Regions from separate parts of the Gossypium raimondii genome. Here all the other regions are linked to region 3. A link is a contact called in public Hi-C data. All regions are on one chromosome and are shown on one strand. The core of a region is the stretch at or near the end of the contact, and the rest is flanking DNA. Distances in the headings are between cores, read along the strand shown.

Evidence for each region. Hi-C and Micro-C count contacts between places; a contact is called where the count stands out from the background.
Region 1: a Hi-C map of leaf shows a contact between it and region 3, with 2.5 times the contacts expected there. The contact joins the promoter of LOC105766021 here to the promoter of LOC105766015 in region 3. A contact is called at or near these places in 2 of 2 Hi-C or Micro-C datasets (both in leaf).
Region 2: a contact with region 3 is called in a Hi-C map of leaf, with 3 times the contacts expected there. The contact joins the promoter of LOC105766009 here to the promoter of LOC105766015 in region 3. A contact is called at or near these places in 2 of 2 Hi-C or Micro-C datasets (both in leaf).

What each region holds. Positions count from the first base shown.
Region 1 is chr5:37,407,571-37,411,917 of ASM2569854v1, forward strand. It overlaps LOC105766021 (transcription factor bHLH90), which reads left to right and starts at 2,859. Exons shown (of 8, transcript XM_052631644.1): 1 at 2,859-3,225; 2 at 3,350-3,517; 3 at 3,617-3,698; 4 at 4,120-4,188; 5 at 4,305-4,347. The coding sequence starts at 3,125. It overlaps LOC105766022 (proline-rich receptor-like protein kinase PERK13), which reads right to left. Exons shown (of 9, transcript XM_052631645.1): 8 at 4,040-4,347; 9 at 3,459-3,721.
Region 2 is chr5:37,058,324-37,063,277 of ASM2569854v1, forward strand. LOC105766009 (protein NSP-INTERACTING KINASE 3) reads right to left here and starts at 3,039. Exons shown (of 11, transcript XM_012585305.2): 1 at 2,200-3,039; 2 at 1,744-1,876; 3 at 1,585-1,656; 4 at 1,295-1,438; 5 at 1,122-1,193; 6 at 924-983; 7 at 739-836; 8 at 502-639. The coding sequence starts at 2,302.
Region 3 is chr5:37,261,863-37,266,166 of ASM2569854v1, forward strand. LOC105766015 reads right to left here and starts at 1,535. Exons shown (of 9, transcript XM_012585311.2): 1 at 1,333-1,535; 2 at 262-590. The coding sequence starts at 584.

The DNA.
Region 1 (4,347 bases), core at 1,609-4,108, 150 kb after region 3:
TTGGCACCACTGAAAAATGAGCTGTTACATTGACTTTGCATGAAGGAAGATGTAATTATTACCATGAGATAAAATAAGATCATATTGGAAGAACGAATATGATCCCAAAGAGATCAATGATATCCTATGAGGGTAACACACTTATGACAAGGTCATTGAACAAGCACTGAGTAGTTACTTTCGTAATCGTATATCGTTGGGGAGAGCTCAGTCATAATACTATAGTGGAATTACTTCGTGATTAAATGAGTTTATAATTAATAGGCGAAAAGCCAAAACTTAATTATAAATCACTTGAGCCTCAACTACATATGTCCAATCGATCCCTCAGCTAGCTTAGCTCGTTGAAACTAGAAATGAATTGCATGTTTGAATAGAAATGAGCAAAATGAATAGGAAAAGTGAAATGAGAAACATTTAAGAATGATTATGGTTTTCTTCAAAATGGAGAAATGGAATCATATGGAAATGAATGTAGGTTTCTAGAAATGGAAATGGAAATGGAAATGATGCATTTGCAATCCTATATGAATTACTTAAAAAATGATTGGACGAATGAGTTTATGTTTTAGGACTATTTTGAAGCCTGAAAATAAAAATAAACCATTCGGTCATAGTGAACATGTTGAGTTGTGAAATATTGAACATATTTTCTTGAAATTTTACTAAGGGTAAAATGGTTAAAATTTTACCAATGGTAAAATCATCCAAATTCTGTTGGGGGTAAAATAGTGATGAATTTTTTTATATATAAATATTAAAGTTTATTTTGAGAAATAGAAAAACTGAATTGGGTTGGATCACATTACAAAGTCCTAGAGAAGTTTTGTTTTGATTTTTGGCTCATTCAAGAGGTAAGTACCCTTGGATTTGTTATCTTTCCTTTTATAATATGATTATGAGGTTTGATAATTATTGAAATAGATCACTAAAATAGTTATGTGTGTTGGTGTGTAACACCTCTTGCCCGATCCGATCACAGGGTTTGAGCTACAAGATGTCACATTCGTTGCCGGAGAAACTACAACTAATTTCAATATGATTTAACCATTCCAACATGCTTACAAGTATAAAACACATTCTCAATATGTTTTATAATAATTTTCGAGTCTTATACAAACTTACCAAAACTTTTTTGCTAACCCAAGTTCAGTTCAGGACTTAATGGAAAAGTTTTCAAAACTCACTAGATGATGTCGCGACACTATGACAATCTTGTCACGACCTCATCAATCAGTGAGTGTTGTCACGACTTCAGAAACTTGAGGTCACAACATCACTTACTGTCAATTTAAGTCACAATGTTGGGAGCTTTTCACCGCGATGTTACCTCCTGTTTTGGCAAATATCACTTTGAAACACATTCAATGCTTCCTACCAAAAACATTTTAACATATATGTTCATTTCACATTCATCAAGAAATATATCATGCCAACCTATTCCAAATAAAGCTTACGAAATTTTTGAAATCAAGTGTTCAAATAATACAAAACTCATGATAAAAAAACTAGGCATAACTAGGCCATTTACCAACCTTAATACGCAAATCCAACCATTTACATTAATGATGACCATTTACATAACAAAGGACCCTATATACATGCCACAATGATAGGTACCAAAATGAACATACTTTTCCCGACTTGATGATAGTGTGATATCTGCACTGATTCGACTTTGAGAGTTTCACAATCTAAGGATCTACACGTAAGGAAAACAACCATAGGTAAACATTTAATTCTTAGCAAATTCAAATGAAACTTACAACAATTACCTTGATCATAAGTGATCACGTTAACTACAAAAATATTAAGCATATATCTAATTAGAACATGGCACATATTGTCACAATAAAGTTAGCATATGAAACATAAGTATATAGGGTATGATTGTTGTGTATGATGTGTTTTCTCTATTTTGCTTGAACCTTTCAACCCTAGTGAATGATATTAATGCCTATCTATTGCATAAGTCACTGCCATAATATATGTATCCTTTCTTTCAAAAAAAATAGAATAAATAATTTAATATAATGGGTATATATATTTTCATGTAACTATGAAAAAAAAGGTTAAGAAACAAAAGTTGTTAAAATATAAAAATCTTATACTAATTAAGTAAAAGTTTATATATAAAATATATCTGAAAATTTGAGTGGAATTAAACTTAAATGAATTGTTAATAATCTGGAACCGAAATGGTATGAAATCTATTGGTACAACTGTTATTGATCGTAGACTGTCCATGGTAAGGCGACCTACTGAAAAAATTTTCGCCCAACTCTTAGGCCCAGGCCAACCTGACCCAAAATATGGGCTGAAATTTTACCAGAGCCCGGCAGGAAAAATAATAAGCTTAGAGCTCGGCCAGGCCACCCGATTTTAATAAACACAAAAATATTTTAAAATAAAAAATAAAAAATATATTTTAAAGTATTTTAAAATTAAAAAATAAAAATAAAAAATATATATTTATTATATTCGGGCCGGGCCGGGCCCGGTCAAAAAGTTGAGCCCGAGCCCGGCCCATTTTTTAAACGGGCCTCGTTTTTTACCCAAGCTCGTATTTCGGGCCTATATTTTTACCCGAATCCTCCCATATTTTGGGGCGGGCCGTCAGGCCGGGCCGGGCCGCCCGGCCCATGGACAGGTCTATTGATATGGTACCCATTATCATTTTTCATAACATATTTTTAATTATTTTATATCAAATTCATATCGTCTGATCGTATAATATCCTGGTACTCACCCGGATAAAGATGGGTTTTTGCAGTTAGAGGTAGCTGTCACAAGGAGCTTTTGAACGGTTGTTTACAAAGACTGATGATTTTTTAAAAAGTAAAAAACTGCCTCTGCCACTGTTACTGCCGGCATCAGATGCCTCTCTGTCACAGATTTTGTACCCAATTTTAAGATGATCCCTTTTTTTGAGTACCCAAATATTAGTTGGTTACCCTTTGTCTTGTACTTAACATAAAACAGTGCCTTTTAGCTTTAAAAATTATTCCTTTCTTTTTATATCTTTACCATTTATTTTCTAGAATCTTGTGATTGGTTTATTTATAGTGAGACAGTCGATGATTTTCAGTAATTTCTTGGTTGTTTTTCAGTGGTTACAAAGACAATGAGAGGTTTTGATAGAGCAGTGGAATGGCTTAGACCATTTGTTGATAGTAAAGGTTGGGATTTTTGTGTTGTTTGGAAATTGGGTGATGATCCATCGAGGTACTTCTCAAGCTACTTGTTTCATCACCATTGATCACCATAACCAGTATTATCTTCATTCTTTGTTCTTTTTGAGGGAGTCATTCGACTCAAATGAAGCTTTTTTCCCCCTTTTTTCTTGAAGGTTTATTGAATGGAAAGATTGTTGTTGTAGTGCTTGTTTTAATGTCAACGTGGAAAAAGATGAGTCGCAGAAGCCATTTTGCAGGGATGGTCATTTCCAACATTCCATAAGATCAAAGGCTTGTGAAGCTCTTTCACATTTTCCTTTCGCCATTTCTCTCTATGCTGGGTACAGTATTCTCAACTTACAAAATTGTTTGGTTCAGTTTGGGAAATTCAAGATATAGAGACAAATATTCTGATTTTGTGACACTGAAAAAAACCCCAGGATTCATGGAGAGGTAGCTATGTCAAATCAGCCAAGTTGGGTTAACCATGGCAATCCCTCTGGTTCACAGTCTTCAAATGTGGTAGTTGTCACTCTTTTCACCTTCTTTTGGCCAGTTTCCAATGCAAAACAGATAGAAATGAGAAAATATGGTAGTCGGATTCAAGTGAAAGTAAAAAAATGTGAAAATAAACCCAAAATATACATGTTTAGTTTCTTCAAGTTTTCCATATATATGGAGGATGATATCTCTATATCCATTCCCATATATGTGTCAGATTCCAGTATTTATTTCAAGAAAAATGAAGAGTCAAATTAAGCAGTTTTAGCTTTCTCAAGATGCAAATGTGGGCTGTCATGCCTGGTTTAAGAATGTTTAAAAACCACTTACATGCATTGACTACTTGAATTGTAGTTTTTTACCTTATATATGACAATAATTTGTCTGAAGATGTTGCTTCTACGGTGTCCATATTTTGATATGATCAATGAGTTTTCTGCAGGAAATGACAGGAACCCGAGTTCTGATCCCAGTTTTCAGTGGTCTTATCGAGCTCTTCACTTCGGAACATGCAAGATTCTTTGGCCTTTTTGACTTACCATTACTTCACAATGAAATTAAGATATTCATATGAAACCCATTAGTCTTCTCCTACTGATAAACATGTAATTTGTCCTTTTGATTCAGATGCCGAAAGATCAGAACCTCATAGAGTTGGTAACATCTCAAT
Region 2 (4,954 bases), core at 1,789-4,288, 200 kb before region 3:
TGTACATTCATCAAATTTAAATGATGAAACCTTTAACTTCATATATATTTGCAAATGATGCTTCTAGGACACAATGCACATCAAAAGCTTAGAAATAAAAGTAATTACTCAAATTTGTAAGCTTAACAAACATCAAAAACCATAATTTTATCTAAAAACATGTTTCATTGCAAACAATGCAAAGATTCATGACTACATGATTGGTTTTCGGAGAAAACATTGACAATGCATGGGAACATTTAAGCAAAGCTTTCCCTACTGTAAAACCTTTTCAAAGGAAGAAAATGCAACATGCCGAGAAACTTTTGTGTCCCTGCTGGCAGTGCTCGTAAAAATTGATGGCAGTGATCGTAGGAGATTGGAGCTTCATGGAAGCCGCATATACATGTGAATTACAACCCCTTGATGATGACGTTGTTTAACATAACATTGTAGGTTCCACAAGTTCCAATATTTATACGACAGTACAATAATAGGATTTGGAAAGTTTACGGAGCTAACCATTAACATCAAAGAAAATCTGCTGGTTGCGTCTATATCTCCACCAAACTAGTAACCCCAAAAACAGTATGATGAAAAAAGCCGCACCAAAGCTAGCACCAAAAGCAACAGCTACATGATGACCTTTCGATCCGGAGTCTGATTGAGCTAAGAAAAAGATCCATAAATTCACAAAACATTTAATCAAACAGTAACATGGGAAAACAATGTTGGAATATCAAAAGCAGTATTAGTCACCTTTTAGACCATCAGGTGGGAGAGAAAGAGGCTCGGGAAAGAAAGCAGAACAATTGTTGCTTGCTTTAGGTCCACAAATTAAAGGGTTTCCAACAACTCTGGAAGTAAAAACAGAACTGCAATTAAATACACCGCGCAATAACATGCATTATAAACATCTTATAACAAGAGAAGGAATTGCTCACTTGAAAGTCCTTGCCGATATTTTTGGAAGGGAACCACTCAGATTATTGTAAGATAGGTCCCTGTTACAGGTTTTATATTCAACCAAAAAGTGAGTTACATGCCGGATAATGTAACAAGATATCATATAGATTTTAAGGTTTTTCAAATAGCCAGTTCAAGTCCATCAAAAGATAAAATTCACAAGTTGAGGTGCATACACAAGAGTGAGACCTCCGATTTTTGACAAAGAATCGGGGCAGGCTCCAGTAAGGCTATTGTTGTTTAACCGCCTGAGCACATTCAAGAAGCATAAACATAAGAAACAGATCCACTAGAAAGAAACTCAGAGAGGAGCTTCGATATGCAATGCAGTAAAAGTTACAAAACCTACAAATAGTTTAAGTTTTTCAGGTCCCCCAAGGAGGCAGGTATTTCACCACTGAAAGTATTGTTGGAGAGATCGAGAGTTACAAGCTTCTCTAACTTCCCGATGGTAGCTGGAATGGAACCTGAAATAGCATTATTCTGAAGCAACCTACAATAACGTCAAACAAATAAACAATAACAGCATGAGCTTTCCATGAACTTTGGGTCGCGAAATGAGGAAAACCCGACAAACTACATGGATTAAAGCTTGATAGGTTATAAGCAAGTGTAGTTACCGAAGAGACAATAACTTACACTGATTGCAAGTAGCTAAGGTTACCTATCGATGTTGATAAGGACCCGGATAAGCTCTGACTAGGAAGTCCCCTGTTCAAGTAAGGAACAAAAAGGAGTTTACATTACTAACAACCACCAACAATCTCGGTTAATTTCAAGTTACTATGAAAAACTTACAAGGCAGAAACATATCCATCTGCAGTGCAAGTAACCATCCTCCAACTACATGGATCAACCGAATTCGAATCCCAATTTTCGAGAACATTATATGGATCGTGTAGATTCGATTTTATGGCCATTAAAGCAACCACTGATCAAGAAATTCATCATAAATGGAAGGAAAAATAGGTGAGCGAAACCTGGTTTCTTATCAAGCAAAATTGTGGTAAAACTAATGAAAACAAGGACACGAACTGAAAATGTGCTACTAAGTAGTTCATACATTCTTCAAGTCCATCAAAGCAAAAATTAAAAGAGCAAAGAAATTGGAAACTGTGAATCATTTCAAACAAGAAAACTCAGAACTGGTTGATGAATTCCACTACACTACTTGAGAAACAACAGAAATGATACCTCAAAAATTCAAGTTTAGAGGTAAGTGACAAAAAGAAAAGCTTTAAAAAGGAAACTAACCCTCATAATTTATACCAGTAGGAGAAAGAGTTGCAGAGGAAACCCCATTCAATGCCAAAATCAGTAACCCCAGTCTAAACAGCATCAAATTCTTTATTTCCATACTGTTAAAACTCTTACAGTCTCTCAGTTCATTCAAACTCTACTTTCTCTGAAAAAATCAATGCCCACTGATCAGCACAACAATGACCTGCCACCATCTTTCACATGAAGCTAAAGTCTTTTTTCTACCCTTATCCCAGCAAAAGGTGTCCCTTTCAGTACCACAAGAACTGAAACCACCATTACTTTTAAAGGAAATTCCTTGCCTTTTTAACCTTTTTCACTTGAAAAACAAAATCAAAACTTGTTGTTTTTGATCAATATCCAGATCCTAAAAATGATTTGTTTTCATACAAATATGAATCGAAAGGTAAGTAAAAGTAACAGAATGAAGAAGCGGATGAGCTAAGACAAAAGAGCTAAAAGAGAAAAAGAGAATTTTCTCGAGAAACAAGCAACAAGTTCCTGATTTATCCCCACTGAAATTCTGAGATCCTAGAGATCTGAAAATGCTAGTGTTTGATATTCTATATGTTTTGATTTATCCCCACAAATTGCAAGCGGTTTTTTACTCTCTGGTTTCTAGCTTTCCCATGCTCTTTTCACTTATTGATTCAAAAAAAGAAAAAAAAACCATTCTCTTTAAGCAATCCTTTTGCTTTCACTTTTCTCTTTCTTTAAAAATTGAATTTAAAAACACAAAGCATAAAAAGATCAATGAAACAAAGAAAGAACCAAACAAGCAAAGGCCAAAACAAAAGGCCAAAGTCGACACACTTTCAGATGCAGACACCTTATGAAAATAAAAAAAAACACTGTTTTCTTTTTGCCACTTTTAAAACGGTGAAATTCTACATAAAAGAAAAATATGAATTTTGGATTCTTTTTAGAGGGATTGATTGTTTAAAAATCGGTGATTGGACTGAATCACAGATCACGTGCTTGGATTGTCCTCAACTTTGTTGGTTTTCGGATTAAATTCATTTTTTTATTAATTTACTGTAATTTTTTTCTGTTAAAGTTCTGCACACATCGGCCACCTCGCTACAATGTGCAGAATGTTTTAAAAAGAATGTTCAATTTAATCGAAATTAGGGATTGTGTGAGTTTTTAGATTTTTTGTTGTTGTTGTTCAAATACCATTTTATTAATTTTCACAAGTAAAAATAAAATGTTTTCAATTAAGTTGTTCAAAACACAATTCAATTTTTTCTTTTATAAAATATTGGCAGAAGCGAGAGGGACATAATTTGAACTAGACATAAAAGTAAACTTAGCTTTTAATATTTATTTATTTTGTTATTTTGATTTTAATCTTCTTTTTTTATCATTTTGACTCCGCAGTTCACATGGTATTTTATGCATATTTCACTGATAATATGAATACATTTTTAAAATTTTTATAAATTTTTTAACTTTTTATTAATTTTTTGAATTATGCGTGAATTATCACACGAGTTGCCACATCAATGCCATTAAAATTTTAACAATTCAATAATTTTTCGTCTAAAACAAACAATTTAACTAAATTTTAAATACTGAAGGCCAAAATGACAAAAAAGAATAAGGGCTAAAATAATAAAAGTAAATAAATATTAAGAACTATATTTATTATTATGCCAAATAAATATTTTAGATTCATACTTAAAAATTTAACTAGCAAATTAAAAGAATTAAGGTACAAATTATGAAAATCAATTATTATAAATATTAATGTAAAACTTTATTTACGTCAGTAGAACACGAAGTTGAACTTCATTGGGATAAAGTGAAAAGTAAAATTGCGCCATAAAGTTTACTGTTGTTATTATAATATGAATGCCTTGAAGTAAGGTAAAAGTAAAAACCCAAAAGCATATTTGTCGCATTGGGAAAATTGAATATTCTCTCATTTAATTATTAGTATTTTTAGGAGAGTGAGAGTATGTGTTCACTAGAGCTACCTCTACCTTCGCAAAACCAATTTCATTCATTTAAAAAACTTTAATTAATTAACACTAGGCGTACGGTGAAAACTTTTCAATATTTATTATTTTATAAAACCGAGTATTTGGTTATTTCAAGTTAATTGATGGATCACACTTACTTAATCACTCCCTTAATACACAACTTTAAATATAATTATTAATATTTAAATATAGATAAAATTTTAAAAATATTCATACCAATTCAACATAATTTTAGTTGAAATGGTAAAATTAAAATATTTAACATTATAATGTTTTCAGTTTAAATTTTATTATGTGTAAGTATTTTTCAGATTTTATATAAAAGATAAAATTACTCTCAAAATAAACATATATAGTTTTGTTAAAATAACGAGCTTTTAGTAACTTTTCGATTAAGTAGGAATTGGTTGATGAGTAACACCAATTTCGTCAAAATCTTAAATATAATATAGGTAATATTTTTTAAATGTAAATTATTTATTTTTGGTGATATATAAATTGTTTATTTTAAGAGATAAAGTGACATTTATTCCTTGAATTTTGTAATTTTTTCATTCCTAGTCCCTAGATTTTTGGGTCCACATTTGTTTTAGAACGTGACAATTTTTTCTAAATTGATCCTTGTACTTGGATTTATTAAAGTGTGACGATTTGAATCATGTTATCACTTGAATTTTTTTAAATTTCTCTATAATTTTATATTTTCTAAATTTTACATAATTTTTAAAATTTTCAAGTGATGACATGGTACAATTCAGAGTGTC
Region 3 (4,304 bases), core at 285-2,784:
ACCCATGTCCGACACATAGATATAGGGATATGACCTCCAAAGATTCTCCAAATACAAGTAAAAACTTGAAAAAAAGAATCTAATTATACCCAAGACAGACAAATACACATATCCAGCACTGACACCTGAGTCAGAGTAACATAGAGAAACAATATATAATGAACCCTCAGCAAGATGAAGAAAAGTCATTCAAGTTCATTAAATCAAGAAAATTGCATTCAATATAACCAAGAATAGGAAAGGTTAAGAGATATCACTTACTGAGTATAAAAGTAAAATATGCCACCTCCAGAAATGACAGCATTGGCCATAAGTAATGCCAAAAGCATTAAGAAAGCAAACACTCTGAAACCCAGCAACCAAGCAGGGTGAATGCCTTCAAGACATGTTTTCCAAGTTTCATCCTCATATAAGATCCCCGGAGATTCCTTCCTATTTTCTACCTCTCGATTTTCCGATCTTTTCCGACCTTCAAATTTCCAGATTATAATTGCTGCCACAACCATTGAGGTTAGGATGAACAATGCACAGAATGAGAACCTCCAGTTCAACCAGTAGCTTAAGGTCGTGGTATCGGCAGTCATGTTAGGCTGCCAAGTATGTTTAGAGGATCCTGTTAAGAAACTCAAGAAATCTATGTTACTCTGTAATGTTAAATCTTTCTCCCAGAAAGGTCCTTCAAAGCTTGTGTCTAACACGGGTATCAACACTAATACTTTAAGAAAGACAAAGTGGTGGAGTAACATACCGAGAAATTGCTACTACTTGTTCCATTGGTACTCATAATTTATTATTAACATTCCGAAGGGTAATTCTTAAAATCAATCAAAAACTAGAAGCTGGAAAGCAAAGTTACTATATTAAGCTCCCAAAAGAGTAATTTTTTGAGAATAAATGGGGTTATAGTATTTAATTGCTAGAAGACCATTTAATAAAAAGTCAGAAAAAAATGATTATTAAAGGACTAAAAAAATAAAAACAAAAATCTAGAGCCAAAATCCTTACTTTAGATGGGTTCTTCCCATAGAACTAAGTTCAACAGAAGGAAGCAGATACAGAGGAAGTAAAACAAGAAAACTAAACAACAAGACTAAACATAAATATAGAAATAATGGGCACATTAAATAAAGCTAAGATCACACTAAAAATGGAAGAGAGGAAAGTCGATAACTATGAAAAGAAAAATGGGTTTTAAGGCTCGTACAGTTTGCGAATAAGAATATTAAGAATTTGATCGAACAAGAGACTCCAGGTTGAAGCTAGAACAAGCTTTTGGTTTGTAATCGTAGTTTTGAGTGCAAAAAACAAAAGCAGAGTTTCAGTACTGTTTACCTTTATTGGAGTGTTCTTCCCTTTGGATCCTGATTTATTGGAATCGTTGTTACTGGAATTGGGAATTTCCAGAAGAAAAAAACCCAATCAATTTTGTCTTGGGAGTCAAATTTTTGTGTCAGTCAAGTCTGAGGAGGCAAATGAGACCCGAGCTAAGAGGTTTCTACCTTCTACTTACACATTCTTTAAAAACACGACACGTTTCCTAACAATCACAAAAACAAACGTGGGAACAAATTTAGTTGTTTTACGCGACGCTGAATTATTGTGATCACTGATGACGGCGTATTAAATATTTGGCTTAATGGTATTGTAGATCCTCGAAAATTTTCAAAAAATTCAATTAAGTCTTTTTCAATTTTTTGGTTATTTTACTAAAATAACTCCAAAAAATAATTAATTACGTAAATGACCTAAATTCGAAAAAAATCATCCAAATAACCTGAAATGAAAAATAAAATTAGGTTATGGGGACTAGATGGTCGGCACCACTATTTTTTCTATTAAAAAAATAATTTGAGGTTTTCGACACTAGATGGCCGGCACCCATATATTTTTTTCAAAAAAAAAAGTTTTTTTGGGTGCTGGCACACTAGTGGCCGGCACGACACCCCTTTATCTGGTTAAAAAAATTATTTTTTTGGGGTGTCAAGTGCCGGCCAACAAAGGCCAAACTCACCCAACAAAAGGGGATGGGATATATTGCAACATTGACTCCTCCTTGTTTTCCCATCTTTTTTATTTCCTAAGTTTGATTACATATTTTATATTTTAAAATGATATTGGACTCCTTGTCATGTTTGTTAATTATTATTATATCACTCACATTATTATTAAGTTTAAAAATTAATTTAAATTTAATATGTACAATTAAATTAGAATTTTTTTATAGATGAAAATCATTAAAGGAGGTTCTAATTTTATAAAAAAATCTAATTTAATCATGCATATTAAATTTAAATTAATTTTAAATTTAATAATAATGTGAGTGATGCAATAATAATTAACAAACATGATAAGGAGTCTAATATTATTTTAAAATATAAAATATGTAAGCAAACTTCGGAAATAAAAAAGATGGGAAAATAAGGAGGAGTTAATATTGCAATATTCTCATCCCCTTTTGTTGGGTGAGTTTGGGTCTTTGTTGGTCGGCACCTGATACCTCACCAAAATATTTTTTTTAATCAGTTAAAGGGGTGTCGGCCATCAGTGTGCCAACACCCTAAAAAAGAATTTGAAAAAAAAATACATGGGTGCCAGCCATCTAGTGTCCAAAACCCTAAAAATTATTTTTTTAATAGAAAAAATAGTGGTGTCAGCCATCTAGTCCTCATAACTCAATTTTATTGTTCATTTCAGGTAATTTAGGTGATTGTTTTTTAATTAAAGTCATTTATGTAATTAATTATTTTTTTGAGTTATTTAAGTAAAATAACCCAATTTTTTGGACTCAATTGAACCCTAAACTTATAAAATTAATCAAATCAACACTTTAACTAACTTTGACCATTAATTTCTAATTGAATCCATGATGTGTCCATTAACTCAGCCAATAGATGCTAACATGGCGATCCATGTCACTACCACATCATAAAATAAAATAAAAATTTAAGTTCAAGATGAACTTAGATATTGTGCTGCCATTTTTAAGATTTATTATAAAATTATAAAATTATTAAAATTTATCAAATTATAAATCTATAAAAAGTATTAAAAACTATAAAAAAAAGAAATAATTGAACTATAATCAAATTTAAAATCATAAAAGTATAAAAAATTATTAAAATATTTTTTCTCATGTCAAATTAAACCATAAAAATTTGAATTTGAATTTGAATTTGAATTTAAAATAATAATTTGATAAATTTACAATCGAGCTATAATTTTTTTAATATCAAATTGCATCTTTTTCATAATAGATTTGTTTACTCGAGATTTAATTTATTAAAAAATTATGATTTATTTTTATAATTTGTGTTTTTTTTATAATTTTTACTTTATTTTGATAATTTTTATAAAATTTTTTATGATTTTATAATCTCATAAATGAATATAATATTTTTATTTTTGTTGATGTGGAATCAATATATCAGCAATCGAGGCTGATGTGGTAATCATTAATGGCCACCGTAGAGATTTCTTTAGACACTAATTGTCAACATCAATTAAAAGGCTGATTTGGTCAATTTTATAAGTTTGAGGGTTCAATTGGGTGCAAGAAGTTAAGAGGGGCTTAATTGATTTTTTTTAATTTTTCAAGTGTCTTTTCATTTTTAAATATTTAATTTGAATTTGTTAAAATTTAGAGTAAACTACACAATTGATCACCTAACTTTCATAAGTTTTCACTTTGGACATCAAAAATAAAAAATTACAAAAAGAGCATTGTTGTTACAAACCGTTTTCATTTTGATCATCTCGTCCTTAATTTGGGGTTAGATAATGATATTATACACTCATTTTAGTAATTCAACTTTAACAAATTTCATTTTGATCACTCATTTCCATTTTAGAATTAACTTTATTTTTCAAAAAACTTGAATTTTTACGAGAAATTTATTTATTCAGGTTGTGGAGAAGAAACCAAGCTTTTCCTTATTACTCAATTCCTATAAAAGTAAAACTCAATTTTTTTCTTTAAAACCCAAGTTTTCCCTCAAAACCCCAAATTTCCTTTTTATTGAAAAAAGTAAAATTAATTCTAAAAGGACAATAAAATAAAGGAAATTAAAAGATAAATGGCTTTTATGTAAAAACCCAAGTTTTCACATATAAAAACCTAAATAATTTCTGTAAAACCCTATATTTTTCCTTTTAAAGGAAAAAATTAAAATTAATTCTAAAAAACATAATAAAGGAAATTAAAAGATCAAATGAATTTTCCATGTAAAAATTCAAAATTTTCTTATAAAACCAATGTTTTTCTTAATAAAGCTCAAGATTTTTTTTCCTTTGCTAGGAAAAAAACT